4 separate regions of the Sus scrofa genome follow, and regions 2, 3 and 4 are each linked to region 1. A link is a contact called in public Hi-C and HiChIP or PLAC-seq data. All regions are on one chromosome and are shown on one strand. The core of a region is the stretch at or near the end of the contact, and the rest is flanking DNA. Distances in the headings are between cores, read along the strand shown. Region 1 has its middle 170 kb from the start of ETS1. Region 2 has its middle 36 kb from the start of ETS1. Region 3 has its middle 300 kb from the start of ETS1. Region 4 overlaps ETS1 (ETS proto-oncogene 1, transcription factor).

What was found. Hi-C and Micro-C count contacts between places; a contact is called where the count stands out from the background. HiChIP or PLAC-seq counts read pairs in DNA pulled down with a chosen protein or histone mark.
Region 2: a contact with region 1 is called in a Hi-C map of skeletal muscle, with 4 times the contacts expected there. The contact joins two enhancer-like sites. A contact is called at or near these places in 4 of 47 Hi-C or Micro-C datasets (embryonic fibroblasts, epiblast stem cells, heart right ventricle and 1 more).
Region 3: a contact with region 1 is called in an H3K27ac HiChIP or PLAC-seq map of skeletal muscle. The contact joins two enhancer-like sites. A contact is called at or near these places in 2 of 47 Hi-C or Micro-C datasets (alveolar macrophages and fetal skeletal muscle) and 1 of 2 datasets of contacts at active chromatin or transcription factors (skeletal muscle).
Region 4: a contact with region 1 is called in an H3K27ac HiChIP or PLAC-seq map of skeletal muscle. The contact joins two enhancer-like sites. A contact is called at or near these places in 3 of 47 Hi-C or Micro-C datasets (embryonic fibroblasts, heart right ventricle and skeletal muscle) and 1 of 2 datasets of contacts at active chromatin or transcription factors (skeletal muscle).

The regions. Positions count from the first base shown.
Region 1 is chr9:55,344,435-55,348,044 of Sscrofa11.1, forward strand. No RefSeq gene overlaps it. Among named protein-coding and RNA genes, the nearest start is that of ETS1, 170 kb to the right of the region's middle. Within about 2 kb of position 1,742, at least 27 of the 83 cell types and tissues checked have an H3K27ac peak or open chromatin away from gene starts, as enhancers often do. A contact at or near this core is called in skeletal muscle, where this site is marked.
Region 2 is chr9:55,545,917-55,549,526 of Sscrofa11.1, forward strand. No RefSeq gene overlaps it. Among named protein-coding and RNA genes, the nearest start is that of ETS1, 36 kb to the left of the region's middle. Within about 2 kb of position 1,690, at least 16 of the 83 cell types and tissues checked have an H3K27ac peak or open chromatin away from gene starts, as enhancers often do. A contact at or near this core is called in skeletal muscle, where this site is marked.
Region 3 is chr9:55,208,326-55,211,935 of Sscrofa11.1, forward strand. No RefSeq gene overlaps it. Among named protein-coding and RNA genes, the nearest start is that of ETS1, 300 kb to the right of the region's middle. Within about 2 kb of position 1,841, at least 24 of the 83 cell types and tissues checked have an H3K27ac peak or open chromatin away from gene starts, as enhancers often do. A contact at or near this core is called in skeletal muscle, where this site is marked.
Region 4 is chr9:55,473,007-55,476,616 of Sscrofa11.1, forward strand. All of the region lies in intron 3 of ETS1 (ETS proto-oncogene 1, transcription factor), which reads right to left. Among named protein-coding and RNA genes, the nearest start is that of ETS1, 37 kb to the right of the region's middle. Within about 2 kb of position 1,740, at least 40 of the 83 cell types and tissues checked have an H3K27ac peak or open chromatin away from gene starts, as enhancers often do. A contact at or near this core is called in skeletal muscle, where this site is marked.

The sequences.
Region 1 (3,610 bases), core at 492-2,991:
GGACCAGGGCCTGGATCTCCTTTCAGCTGAGCTGTTGTTGCTCATAAAGCACAGTCATTAATGCTGGTCCTTGGCCCAATTTTCGGTAAAAGCACACCAATAAATTACATCTGAGCTCTGTACCCCACAGCTCCAAAGGCACATGAGAGCGCATTCTGAAGTTTCTCTGAGGTGCTCACTCAGACCCATGACGTTGATGACTCCAGGTACCACGGAGGGAAGGCTGGCCACACTCGGGTGATATGACTCGCCCAAGAGATGCAGCACAGCCAGGACAAAAGAAGGCTTTCTGGCTCCCGGCCTATAAGAAGGAACCACCAGAAAGAGAGCTGGGAGTTGGGAGACTCAGTGGGAAAACAAATCTCCTTGAACATTTAAAAGAGATTGAGCCACAGATTCAGCCAAGCCTGCGGAACTGCTGGCTTGTGAAGAGTGTGCAGAGGCCCTGGGCAGGGCAGTGTTAGGCTCTCTCCCCTCCCTGCCTCATTTAATCCCATGGGTAATGTCACAATGCTTATAGGTACTCAAAGCTTTGTTGTAGAGATGAAGAAATGGAGGCTCAGAGAGACTGAGCAACTTGTCTGAGGCCACACAGCTCCCCAGTGAGAGAGTCAGGATTTAATACTTGTTCTGATTTTCAGTCCGATGTTACCTCCCCTAACATCCCACCGGCACCCCCAGGGGAGACTTCCTCTCCACCGCCAATGCTTTGCCTTCTCTATTCCCCTTCACCCAGTCTCTGGCTTGTTATGACCTTGGCGAATCAACAACTGATTTCATCAACTGTCATTTATTTATTCATCCATCTATCCATCCGATGACTATATACTTAGTAGCTACCAAAATTCAAGCCTCGAGCTTGGTGCTGGGGATACCACATGGACTTAAAGATAGGCTTCTGCTCTTCAAGAAGCAGAGAGGTGTCTATTTGCCCCTTGGAAAAAGAGTTTACAGCGTTATGAAGCAGCTTTGCCAATAAGACACGACAAATAGCTGTCTCTACACAGTTCTCCCCGTTACTACGCCTGCTGTGTTTGGAAAGAAATATAATCTTCATTTTATCCCATTCTCTTCCATTCCAGTAACGGCCTCAGCAGCATATTGGCAAACTTTGCAATCATGCGGTGCTGAGGGTCTGCCCAAAGAACTTAACGAGGTTAAGAAAAATAACAGATAATAGCATCTCAACTGGGAGTTCCCCTGGTTGCACAGCGGAGACAAATCCGACTAGGAAGCATGAGATTGTGTGTTCAATCCCTGGCCTTGTTCAGTGGGTTAAGGATCCGGCGTTGCCGTGAGCTGTGGTCGCAGACGTGGCTCAGATCCAGCGTTGCTGTGGCTCTGGCGTAGGCTGGTGGCTATAGCTCCGATTGGAGCCCTAGCCTGGGAACCTCCATATGCCCTGGGTGCAGCCCTAAAAAAGGACATAAGACAAAAAAAAAAAATCTCAATTCGTGTATTTCTTTGAGGGGCGAAAATGATTTTGCTGAAAAGTATTTCAGTGACTGTGTTACCAGCACTTACAGAGTGGGCTGAGTGCAGTAAAGAATGGCTGAAACCACAGCTGAGATCCATCCCATTCATGAGAGAAGGAGGTGGAGGCCGGGCCAGGAATTCAGCCCTCTGGGTCTGCCTCCAGGCCTCTGAGTTTGGAGCGATCCTCAGGTTTCTGGGCGCTTCAGTTCATCTGTACTTGGCTGAGGACAACTTCCTGTTTCTAAGAAAAGACTGCTCTGATGTCTTCAGAGGTCCCTTGGACAGACAGTCGGGCTGGCCTAGGGTAGACCCAGGGGGCAGGGGTGCCCCCCCCACCATCAAGGAGGGAAGGTTCCTTCTCATTAACCCCCTCCGGCCCTGAGATGTCCTGCAACTCACAGAATGAGGTGATTAGAAGTGTTTGTCAGATTGGCTGAAAAATGAAGAGAAGTTTATAAAGGGGCCAGATATGCCTGAGCTCTCCGAAGAACATCTGGATTTGCTAAACCTGAACCAAGGGACAGCACATGACAGGGGCTATGGGGAGGGCTGAGTGTCTAACACCTTGGAGCACAGGCATGGAAGCTGCCGCCTCCTGCCCCAGCTCCCTCCAGCCCCGTCGCTGCGTCCTTCCAGCTCCCTAGTCCTGCAAATCACTTTTCCAGTGATATCACAGGCTGTTACCATGGAGGCAGCTGTTATGGCAAAACACAAGTGGCTGATTCTCACCCTATGGCTCTCAAAACCAGAGGCAACTGTGGAGGCAGCAATCTTGTGACCATGAGTCTCGGGTCTCGGGGGAGCACTGGACACAAACACAAACAGAAGCGCTGGGACCCTCTGTGGTGGGGAAAGGAGACCCCGTGATGAGATGGGAACCCCCTCGGGAGGGTGGAGGGAGCATCCTGCTGCAGTCAGGCCAGCTGACCAGACAGAGATGCGAGGAACAGCTGCCTGGCCTCCTCCGCCACTGGCCCAGCCCCGCCCCACCTGGATCCTTCCCCGCATCTCCTCTGCTCCCAGCATCCGCCAGTCAGCCACAACGAACAGCATGACTTGCAGCAGCTTGCAAAGCCGTGTGGGGAGGGAGATGCAATCTACAGAAGACTGGTAAAGCAGACCAGGGGAGAACAGCTGCCTTGGCTCAGATATCCTGGCCCTGCATTCACCAGCTTATGGGCCGGCCAACCCCACACAGGGTCCCAAAGTTTCAGTTACCCAACTAAAAGGATGGAGCTGTTGGGACGATCAGCTGAGACAATGTAGACAGTTTCCTCCCGACAGATTTCCTGATTTCCGTTCTGACCTCATCCTAATTCTTATCCACGGACAGCCAGAGCCCTCCTGAAGCTGCATCAATCCGCGATGTCTCCCTTCCAAAGCCTCCCAAAGGCTCCCCTGAGGAGGATGCCTCTCACCCGGTCTGCAAGACCACACCCACGGGAGGCCCCGTGTAGCTCATCCGGTACCCCAGCCCCATGCCCAGACTGGCTGCCACCACCCAGCCCTCTCGCTGGTCCTCAAGCTTTGCTTCTGTCTCAGGACGTTTACACATGCTCTCCTCTACCGAGAACAACCCCCTCCCCGTGGGTGGCTTCATTGTCACTTCTTCCAAGTCGGGCACATCTATCACCCCCTCAGAACTGTTGTCCCCCCCTCCCCAGACCCCCTATACCCTCTTCTACATTATTCACTTCGCAGGACTCATTAGTGGCTGAAATTATCTTCATTACTTTCATATAAATGTTTATCATCTGTCTCTCCCAGGCGAAAATAAATCCCAGGAGAGCAGGGATCTAGTTTTCAACTGAATTGCTAGTTCCTAGAACAGTAGCCGGCACAGAGTAGGCCCTAAATAAATACTTGTTTTATTCAAATAAATTAAAACTGGGAGTTCCCTGGTGGCCTAGCAGTTAAGGATCTGATGTTGTCACTGCTGTGGCAAGGGTTTGAGCCCTGATTCAGGAACTTCCATATGCCACAAGCACAGAAGAAAGAAAGAAAAAAGAAAGATAGAGAGGAAGGAAGGAAGGAAGGAAAAAAAAAATATGCCCTGATTGTGCTAAGGGTGATGGGCCAAAAAATAAAAATATAAATTAAAATAAATTAAAACATTTAATGCAATGTCTGTTAA
Region 2 (3,610 bases), core at 440-2,939, 200 kb after region 1:
AAAAGAAAGCGTCTGGGTTTTCAAAGCTCTTGACACGTAGGAACCAAAGTTTGACAAAAACCACAGAGAAAGAACTCAGAAAGCAGAAAATCGGGATGTGGATAAATGAAAGGGGGATCAGAGATGAGCTAAAAAAGGAAAATCCAGGCAACTGTATTCATTCAGTATCTTGGGATAGACCGTGAGGGAAGATAATATAAGAAAGGGAATGTAGTAGTTCCTGCTGTGGCACAGCGGTAAGGAACCTGACTAGTATCCATGAGGATGTGGGTTCGATCCCTGGCCTTGCTCAGTGGGTTAAGGATCTGGTGTTGCCGTGACTTGTGTTGTAGGTGGCAGACGCAACTTGGATCTGTCATCGCCGTGGCTGTGGTGTAGGCCGGCAGCTATAGCTCCAATTCGACCCCTAGCCTAGGAACTTCCATATGCTTCAGGTGTGGCCCTAAAAAGACCAGAAAAAAAAAAAAAAGAAAGAAAAGGAATTGTGTATGAATATGTACATCATATACGTAATATATTATATATATATATATATATATATGCATGTGTGACTGAGTCACTTTGCTATACTGCAAAAATTGGCACAACATTGTAAACCAACTATACTCAATAAAAATTACAAACAAATAACAAAGAAAGAAAGGTCATTGAAAAACAGAACAATCACTGGGGTGGAATTGGGGACATGAGATGAACCTGGTCACCTTAAACTTAGCTTCTCCTGACCTTCAGGTCCAAAGCAGGCACCATACAGTTTGCTATCCTGAAGCCTGTTGTACCTTCCTGGCCCTAAAATCCATCTGTCATCTGTGGTTTGGTGACCTCTTTGGGGTTCTGAGTTCTCAGATAGACTATGAGCCTGGTGAGGACAGGAGAGGTGGTGGGTGCTCAGTAAATACTGGTTGGCTGGCTGGCTGGCTGGATGGATGGGTGGATGGAAGGAGAGATGCAAGAATGCACCATCGAGCTTTTGTGCCACACTTGCTGCAAAGAGCCTCCCGAAGAGCCAGGAGACAGAAAGGAAACCGGTCCAGAGATGCGACGGGCAGGATTGGCAGAAGCATCGTCTTTTTTGTGTCGGTTCATCGGCTAGCCTCCAGTCTGTGCGGATGGGCAGGGGATGGGGAGGGAGCTTTGCCATGGATATTAGAGAAGTGGAGAATTTGAGCCAGAGCCAGGCTTTTTGTCAAAAGGAATGAGAGCAAATGCAGGAGGGCAAGGAATGTCCTCTCTGAGCTGACTTTTGGCTCAACACAAAGCAGAAGGCAAAATCCTGTGTTTGGAAGGCAGAATCTTTGGGTCCTGGACCCACCAGGCCCTAACTCCCAAGTCAAATCCAAAGCACATCTTCCGTAGTTTCTCAACAAAGTGCTTCTGCTCTGAGCCAGACACTGTGTGTTCTCAGAGTTAGGAACAAAGCAGAGAATAACAGCAGCCAGGATCCTGTCCAACTGGTGCAAATGGCCACTGGGGGAAAGTGTGTAAACAAGAAGCCAAGCATGTGACTGAATGAGTGATAAGTGCCCCGGAGGAAAAGCATAGGATGCTCAGAGAGCCTGCATCAGGGGGTCTGACCCAGTCAGGGAACATGCCCCCCAGGAAGTCACCCCCCCTCAGCGTCCCCTGGGAAGTGAAGGATGAGTAGGAATATCCCAGCCAAAGACGGTGGGAACAGAGTTCAAGTGGGAAGGCCCTGGTTGACCTGGCCTGTCCCAGCAACACAGAGACTGGGATGGCTCCAGGGAGCCCACTAAGAATGTGCCCAAAACTAATCCAAAGCAATAGACTTGTAAACATGTCAAGCCAGACCTGAACCCCCTTGAGACGGTGGCTCAGGAACAAGGCAAGTCAGCCTAAGAGGCCCACTGCGCCTGATGAGAAGTGGGGCAGCACAGGGAACTGAGCTGTACGGAGCCAGAGGCCCAAGGGCCTCTGAGTGAGCGGCCAGGAGCAGCGTGTGGCACCAGGGGATGGGGCCAGGGCCGGGGCCAGGCATCAGGATAAGCTGTGTATAAACAAATACTAGCTGTGCCTTGCAGACTGGAGACATGGAAAGATTCCAAAGAATCCTTAGGCTGAAATCCTTAGGGGGATCCTGGAGAAAGCAGCAGAGAAGGTTAGACTTGGGAACCAAAGGATGGGCAAAGCTGGGAGAGCTTGAAAGCATGGAGAGGGTCTGGGGGGGTGGTGGGATGGAAGGAGGTCTACACCCCAGTGGGGGAGGGAAGCCTGACCAGACAGAGTGATGGGTCAGAACAAAAGGGGACCTGGTGAGGAGGGCAGAGGATTTCCATGAGGGGCCAAGGGAGCCACAGCAGGTGGGCAAGAAGTTACCAAGTCCCAGAGGTGGCATCTGGTATAACCAGAAATCCGGTTGCTCCTTGTATTCCTAGATGCAGAGCCTGAATGACCAGAAGGATGGTAGTAACACCGGGGGGGGGGGGGGGCGCGGCACTTTAATTGGGGACATTTTACATTTTAGCAAGGACAATTTCCACCTAACAGTTACTAGCTGCCAAACTTTTTTTTGAGTGGCCAAAAAAGTTCTCAGGAAGAAACCTAATACATACAATAGATTAAAGGGAGCTGCACTAGATGGAAACTAGGCAGGCCACCAGCCCTAGCCCCTCAGCACCCGACCTCCCAGCCCTCAGCTTCTGAGGGCGCCTCTGACCAACCGTGGTACCCACTGCTGGAGGCAGCTGAAGATGCTGACCAAACTCGGGTGAGAGATTAGTCAGAGGGGAAGATTCCGGGTCCCCAGCACAGAACTGGTAACTAAAGACATTTCAGACATTGCTGCGGAAGATAAAGCCAGTGCTCTTTCCATTTAGAGACAAAGGGAGCAGAGGTGACCCTGAGTCAAGTGTCCATCCTGTGTCGCCGTTTCAAATGTAACCTCACGCCCGTCTTCCCTCCGGGACTCTCCTTCCTCCGCCCTCTCCTCTGATTCAAGGCTCTGACTCCATCTCTCCCCCTCCTTGTGTGGTCTCCTGCCGGACTGATCCCTCCTCCCCCTTCTCCTCTTTCTCACCCCCTCCCCCCCGCCCAACTCCACTGGCACCCCTCCCCTCTCCCATCCCCTCTAAAACCACCCTCACCCCTCCCTGGGGTCTTTTTGGTCATGGTTTATTTTTAGCCCCTCTGCCATCCTGAGGATATGAACAATATTCCTGAGTCATGGTTTTGCAAGGAAGCAGGGGCAGACAGCTCCCTCCTCTGATCACTTATCAACCTCTAGCCAGACCAGCAGGGGTGAGAGCTTACTTCGCTGGTTCCTTTTCTGCATGGAACCCCCAGCACAGCCTCTTAGAGAAGCAGCTGCTTCTGCTGGTCCCAGGAAAGCATCCTGAGCTAAACTCACTAGATTCGTGTTGCATTGTCCAAGAGCCAGTTTCAGGAAAAGGAGCCGATCTGCTGCCTATGGGACTGAAAGCAAAGCAAACTGTTCAGAAAGGAAGAAGGTGAAATTCATTCTAAAGAGTCCTGGACTTCCCTGCTGGCCTAGTGGTTAAGGATAGGACATTGTCACTGCTGTGGCTTGGGTTCAATCCCTGTCTCGGATCTTCCACATGCCTCGGGTGCCACCCCTCCCAAAAAAGAGCCCTGA
Region 3 (3,610 bases), core at 591-3,090, 140 kb before region 1:
ATCCGCCCCCTCTTCTTATAAACGGGGACACCAAAGTCTGAAAGGATATTTGTGTGGTCGCAATCTCAGCTCCTGATTTTTTTTAAAAGTGCAGGATAGAGAAAGAAGCCACGGAAAGGAGTGAAAGGGAGTAAAGTGTCCCCCCTGGAATCCCAGACTCAGAGGCTTAGGGCCACTTGCATTTAAAAAATCTGTTTGTTTGTTTTTGGCTATACCCACAACACGTGGAAATTCCCGGCCCAGGGATCGAAGTTGCACCACAGCAGCCACCCAAGCTGCTGCAGTGATGACGCTGGATCCTTAACCCGTTGCACCACCAGGGAACTCCCAGGGCCACTTTGAGAGACCAGTGAGACGCATATTCACTAGGAGGGATGGCACTTGCTTGCCTGACATACCCCAAGCTTCCAGAACAGGGCTTGCCCACAGTGGGCGCTCAGAATCGATTTAATTAAACAGAGGCGCCTTCACCGAAGTGAAGGGAGAGAAAGCAAAGCAGCTCTGAATCCATCTGTTTCACAGTTCGAGGTTCCAGATCCACTTTCACTGCCAAGAGGGATCTATTAAAAAACAACCGTCTGACCAGTGGCTCCCACTTGGAGAGACTGTAACTCTTGGGCTGTAGTTATTACACAACTGGCCAACCAGTTGTGGTCTTATCAATAATATGTGTCATGCAAAACAAGCTTCAATCATTTCCCAAATAAATGGACATAGGGCTTGGATGCATACATATAAATCCCTTTTTTTTTTAATTTCAGAATACATAGAGACGTTTCATCATTGTGTGTCAAGGAACACCGAGAGTATAAACACAAGCACATATTCTGTTAGGCTGTTGACATTCAAAAGGGATACCCCACTCATAATGTGGGGAAATGACTGCACTGGACCTACCCTCTCGTTTCACAGATAACGTTTTATAGATTCTCACTGAGGAGAAGGACCAGCCCACCGTCATTCAGCTCTTTGGTGACTGGACCACATATCAACACAGGGCATCCCAGCTTTTTCCTATACCATGTCCCCTCAGGTGCACCCTCCCAAACACCCTGATCTGAAAGGACAGCCCAAGTCAACTTAATTTATTTCTGAAACAGAACCACTCATTCGAGGACCGTGCGCCACGCTCTCCACCAGCCTGATGGCTGCTTCCTCCCATCTCCTCACTGGGGCAAGTGCTCTCATTATTATCCCCATTTCATAAGTTAAAAGGGGGCACTGGAGGAGTTCCATCATTTGCACAAGGCCACTTGGCGACTAAGGTGCGGGGACAGATGCAAACTCTTGGCTACTAAGGTGCAGGGACAGATGCAAACTCTTTGACTCCAAAGCCCAGATGTTCAAGCACTTGGCAGTACACAACTTAGAGTTCACATGTATGGAAATCAATGGTATCAGCTGAAATGAAATTTAAGGGCATCAAAAGGCAACTCCCAGGAGGGCCAGCTCTAGCCCCATAGCATCTGCTGGGGGCCGGTGTGGTGGGTGGGGCGCAGCTGGCAGGACCTCAGAGAACGCAGTGGAGAGGGCCATTTATCAAGGAAAGAGAACAGACTCAATGCCAGCACCACCAGCATTTCCTAAAAATTTGTCTCCCAGGCCCCCTTGTCAGCAACCCAAAGAGGCTCTCGGGTGCGGAGCTGGAAAATCTGTAGGGGGGACAAATACCTCAACGGCTTTTGAGCACCCCAAATTTGAAAACCCAAAGCCTGGGAGCTCCCAGGCAGGGTGTCAGCACCTGGAGTAAACAAAGGAACCCAGATTGCAAGGGCCCAGCCTCTGAGGAGCCTCCACTGAGCCCCAGCAAACACGCCCCGGGGGCCCCGCCTGCAAGAGGCAGGGGAGGGGTGTCTTTCATGTCCCTGGGTGTGCAGAAGGCTTGCGTGTGTTTGTTTAGAACAAAGCCTGTACTTAACTGGCACAAGAGAAACAGATTTTATAAATAGATGTGAGCATGAATGGTTTTTATGATTAGCTTGTTTTCAATCACCATGCCTGACCGGTGTCTGTGTTCAACTAAGTAAATATTTCTATGGTGATAGTATACACAACACAATGGCCATTATTTAATGTTAATACAAGTACCATATGGGAGGTCTTATCATGCGAGAGCCCCAAAGCATAATAAAAGCAGATAGGAATAGATAGGCAAGGGTGGGCCCTGCTGTACAGTAGGCTTGATAAAACATCTGCTCTGGCAAACGCTAGCCATGCAAGTATTTCTGCAGAGAGAACTCTTCCCCCTGGGATCTCTAGGACCAGATCAGAACGCCAGGCGCTGTGTTTTCCTCTTACTCACGCTCTGACCTTGGTTAAGTCTCCAGGCTAATTGTTTAAACATTCATGCCTCAATTTCCCCATTCTTAGGAGTGTGCTTGCCCCTCCGGGGAGTAATGACGATTTACTCCTGCTGGAATCTCGAGTTGAGAAGGGTAAGTACTGAAGTGGTGCCTCTTTCTTTGAAGCAGCCCAGAATATCAAAGGGAGACCATCCGCTGCAGGTTCCCTTTGCACCTGCACATGTGGGACCCCGGGACATTTCCAAGATGGGTGAAGCAGCCTTGGACAGACCAGAGTTCCCCAGAACTTTACGAGGAGGTAGGCATTTGCCAGGTTTACACTTGGGAGGACAACACTGATGACAGAGGGCGTGAAACTGGACTTATTCTCCAGGGACACTCAGGCAGCATGAGAACGTTCAAGGTTTTCGTGCTGTGGAAGGGGGCATTTCAGCTTTGCACGAAGCATCACTTCTCGATGGTGCTTTTGGTGTCATAAGTGCATAATACGACAGTGTTTGGTGCAATAGGATGTCTGTAGGCTGTTTATATATTATCTGGTTTCACCTTCAGAACTTGCCCTGAAGGGATGACGATGTCCAATTCTGGGATTTGGTGTTTTGCTCTTATGTGTCCTGATGAAACCCATCAACATGAAGAACTCTTGGGATTCGTTTTACCCTTTCCATCCACATGGGGCGTCCACGTCCATCAGGTCATCTATCCCACACTACCAGCCTCGCCTGTGAAAGAGGAACAGACAGTCTCAAAGGCTTATGCTTCACCCAAGCCGAGTTACACAAGTGGAGAGCTAAAACGCAAACCCAAGACTTCTGCTCTGTAAGCCTACTATTTCTAAAGACTTTTTCTCTGTAATTTGGAAAGCAGAATGGGGCCCAGGGAGGAGAATTTATCCTCTGGTGAACTCAGATTAAGCTTGCGGGCTATTGTTTCTGTTCCTTCTGGAGCAGCCAGCCCCGGGTAACACTGGCCTCCCACAAGCTCTCTGCCATCACCCCGGCCACTCTGGCAGGCAGCCTGGCTGAAAATCCAGCGTTACTTTGTGTCACTATCAAAAAGGAAGTCAGACGTAGGTGAGAGGAGATGCTGCCTGGCAAATATTGAAGGAAAGAGATTTGAACTCCCAACTGTGTTCTCTAACCTAATGGGATTCTTTCCAGCGGATTGGCTGAGGACACCATAAAACCAGAAACAATGAGCTCTTCGCCGTGCTTGGAATGGCCCCCAGGGAAACTGTGGATTAATACACAGATGGCATGTGGCTCAGAAAGGACTCACCCACACTGGGAACATGACTGAGTGAACCA
Region 4 (3,610 bases), core at 490-2,989, 130 kb after region 1:
TCCCATAAAATTTCAGAGGGATCCCTTGTTTCTGAAACTCGCCCCCATCAAGCACCCCTGCTGTATGAGAATCTGCAGGCCTACAACTTGGCAGAAAGTTGTCAGCATTGATAAAAAACATGTATGACGCAGGTAAGAAATCAAGTGACAACTGCAAAGGCAACTAGAACCCTGGTTCTGTGGCTCTTTAAATCACTGGGGTCTGTTTCTTAGGCCCAACTTCAGCATGTTTCAGGAGGTACCCCCAAAGACTCGTAAAACAACTTCGGGAATTGGTAGCCTTGTTTTGGGGTTTTTTTTAATGCCACTCGTAAGAAGGAACAGAGGTTGCAAAGGTCTGTTTTCTTTCATAGCAAGAAAGCCCAAAAGACTTCAACATTTCTGTGGAGGTGGTGAATGAATCTAATTGGGCTGTTCCAAGTGGGGGAACCCCAAGTGGGGGAACCCCGAGTCGGGGAAGCATAACCTTACAGCCATGTGGGGGAGGGGCGGTGGTATGGGGGCAGGATCTGAACCAAAGTTGCTGGCCTCTCAGGCCTCTCACACTGGCAGCCTCAGAGAGCCAGAGGTTGCCCTATTCATCAGTGGGGAGGTAATTTCCCTCATAGTGCAATTAGGTCTCACGTTTGACCTATGACCTCTGGCCCATGCGATATTTATGATCTCCAGACAGGCAGCGAGGGGGCAGAAGGTAGAAGCTGAAGGCATTTAATGGATTAGAGGGAGGAAGGAAGGAAGGAAGGAAGAAGAAGGGAAGAAAAAGGAAGGGGAGGGAGGGAGGAAGGAAGGAAGAGATGAACCTGACTAGTTCAAAGTAATCTACGAAATCCTGATTTGAGAGCCATGCTCAGGTGCTCGCCTCTTCCACAGTCAATACGGTTTTCAGCTCCTCACTATAATTCTGCGAGGCGGGATCTACTGTCTTACACACGAGGACACAGGCTTAGGAGGGGTCAACGGTGTGCCCATGGTCACAGAGCTGGTAGGTGGCTGGGCTAAAACCTTGGCCCAGACCCACCTCATCAAGTCCCCAGTTCATTTCTCAACAGTAACCTTAAGCACGTGCGCGCCCGCCGCTCGCTCGCCTCGCGGTCTATCTATCTCCCCAACTCATCTAGAACTGCCCCCCGCCCCCAGCTCTTGCAAAACAATCTCTGTCCAGAATCTCTTCTGTTCCAACCGTCTCTTTCTCCATCCCGGCTCGGGGCAGGCATGCTACCCCCTGACGGCATGGAAGGCGCTCAGTCCCAGCCGGTCCGCTCCTCCCAGCCGGGACCGGGATCCTCCAGCCGGGGCTCCTGGACGCCCTGCCTCCCTCGCGGCGGGCCCCGCCTGCGCCCGCCTCGCTGGCAGCGCCGGGGTTAACCCGCCGGCCTGCGGAGCAATGATTTCTGTTTTATTTCAGCAGGGGAAGTGTGTGCCGGCCTGATTAGCCTGATGGTTTCCTCTTTTCCCATAACCTCCAGACCCCCACGGCCCAAGTGTTTACTCTCTGAAATAAAAAATCTGCTGGTGTTTTTCTTTTTGTGTGCTCGTGTATTTTGGGAGGATTGCAGAGGAGGAAGGCGGGTGGGGGTTAGGGACGCGGAGGCGGGAGGGGAGGGCGCGAAAGGGGGGCGAGCCACCTCCCCTCGTCCCTCCCCCACCGCGCCTCTTCCAGCTGCAGGCTCGGGCTGAGACCCCTGGCCGCAGCGCAGGAAAGAAACTTATTAATGAGGGAGCTGGGTCTCCTGCTTCAGCAGCTATAAACACAGCGAACATCTGGAGAGAGTAAGTCTCTTGGCGACCAGACGCTGAGAACAGGCTGCCTCTGCGCATCCCTCCCCCGCCAGGGCCCCTCCCCCCGCCCGACTCCAGCCCCCGCACCCTCACCCACCCCGCGCTCGCTTCACCCAGGGCGGCAGAGCGGGGACTGACGCCAGGCGGCCTCCACCAGGGGCCCCCAGCCCCGCTCCCCCCGCCGAGTTCCCGAAGAGGGGGGTCAAGACTGCTTGAATCAAATAAGAACTCCGTGCCCCAGGGACCTTTTCCCAACTCGGGCCAAATATTTGTGGTTTGAAAAAGTTAAGAGAACTTTTTTTCTCCCCAGCCCCCTGGGACTTCCAGGGCAATGCTGTTACTTCCTAGGATTTTTGAGAAGCAGCGCTGGAGGACAGCCAGCGGAACGCTCGCATACTCCTTGTCACTCCTTGTGGCCCCGGTTTCTCCCACTAGGTTACCCTCCCGCCCCAGGAGCGAAGGAGGTGATTTACATTTGTCCTTACTGCCCTGGGCCGCTGGAGTCCCTCTGAGAGACACAGGTCTCTAACCCACAGCTTCTCTTTCTGGCCCTCACCTGGCTCCCTTCTCCTCCCGCTAGTAAAATGCGGCATCGCGGAAGGTAAAATTGGCAGGTGTCTGAAAATTACCCTGGGGCGCCGGAGCATGGGCAAAGCTGGGGAGACAAGAGTGGGCCACCAGGTTTCTTTGAGTCACTTAAATTCACACTCATCATGGTGAAAGGGTGGCATCTATTCATCACCTGCTATGACGACCTTTGAAGGACACACTCTGCCCAGTCTATAGTACGAGGCAACTGTGAAATAAGTGTAAGCGTCCCGCCTGTTAAAGGGGAGGGAACAAAATCCCGGTGAGTTCTTGCTCTTCCCACCATACCCCCTAAACGCTTTGCTGGGACCCCATACCTTTCAGCTGATACTCAAAAACTTACAAAGTTATTGTGATCTGAATATGAACTAGCCCAGGCTGGAAAGCTACCGGGGTGGTGGGTGGGAGATAGGATGGGCGGGGCAGCGCAACCTCCGCAAATAGGAGGCAACTCGGTTCCCAGCCAGAGAAATATCCTTGGTGGATGGAGAAGAGAGTCAGGCACTTGCAGAAATCTCATCATCAGGAAAACGAAATGATGAGCGAGACTGAGAGCTAGTTTTTTTTTTGCCTGTGGCTTCTCTTCATAATGCCCTCCCAGGGCTCTTTCCCCGAGCCTTTCCTCCTGGCTGACTTTGGTCCTCTCAGGGATGGGATGCGGGTGCCGAAAGGGTTTCCTGCAGCAAGCTTCGGTCAGCACAGCACGGTGCCCTGGATGCAGCTTGGCAGGGCAGCTGGGCTCTCACTGCAGCCTTCCGTGAAAGGCTAAAACCTGTGCCGGGGTTACAGCTTCCCCCTTCCAAACACAACTCTCAAGTCAGATTCCGAGAAGGTCGAAAGTTTCCTTGAGAGGAATAGCCCACATCTCTCTCTCTCTCTCTCTCACACACACACACACACACACACACACACACACACACACGTGCGCACGCACAATCAAAACTGTTTTGAACAAAGAACCTGGAACAGGTCCTTTATAAAAGGAAAACATACTCAATGAGGAAAGAACAGTATACCGTGTTTTAAACCACAGGGCCCGTCTGAGAGGGCCAGCTGAAAGAACAAGGCTGTTGGGAGAATAAACATTTCAGAGCAAGGTGAATCTCCATTTAACAAGTCTCTCTGGCATTCCCTCCCCGTGCTCCACACTTAAAGCCAAATTGGAGGCATCTGTTTTTCCTGCTGAAACTTCCCACCTGGTTGCCGATAGCCCTTTTCCAAACACTGGGCCAGGTTTGATCTC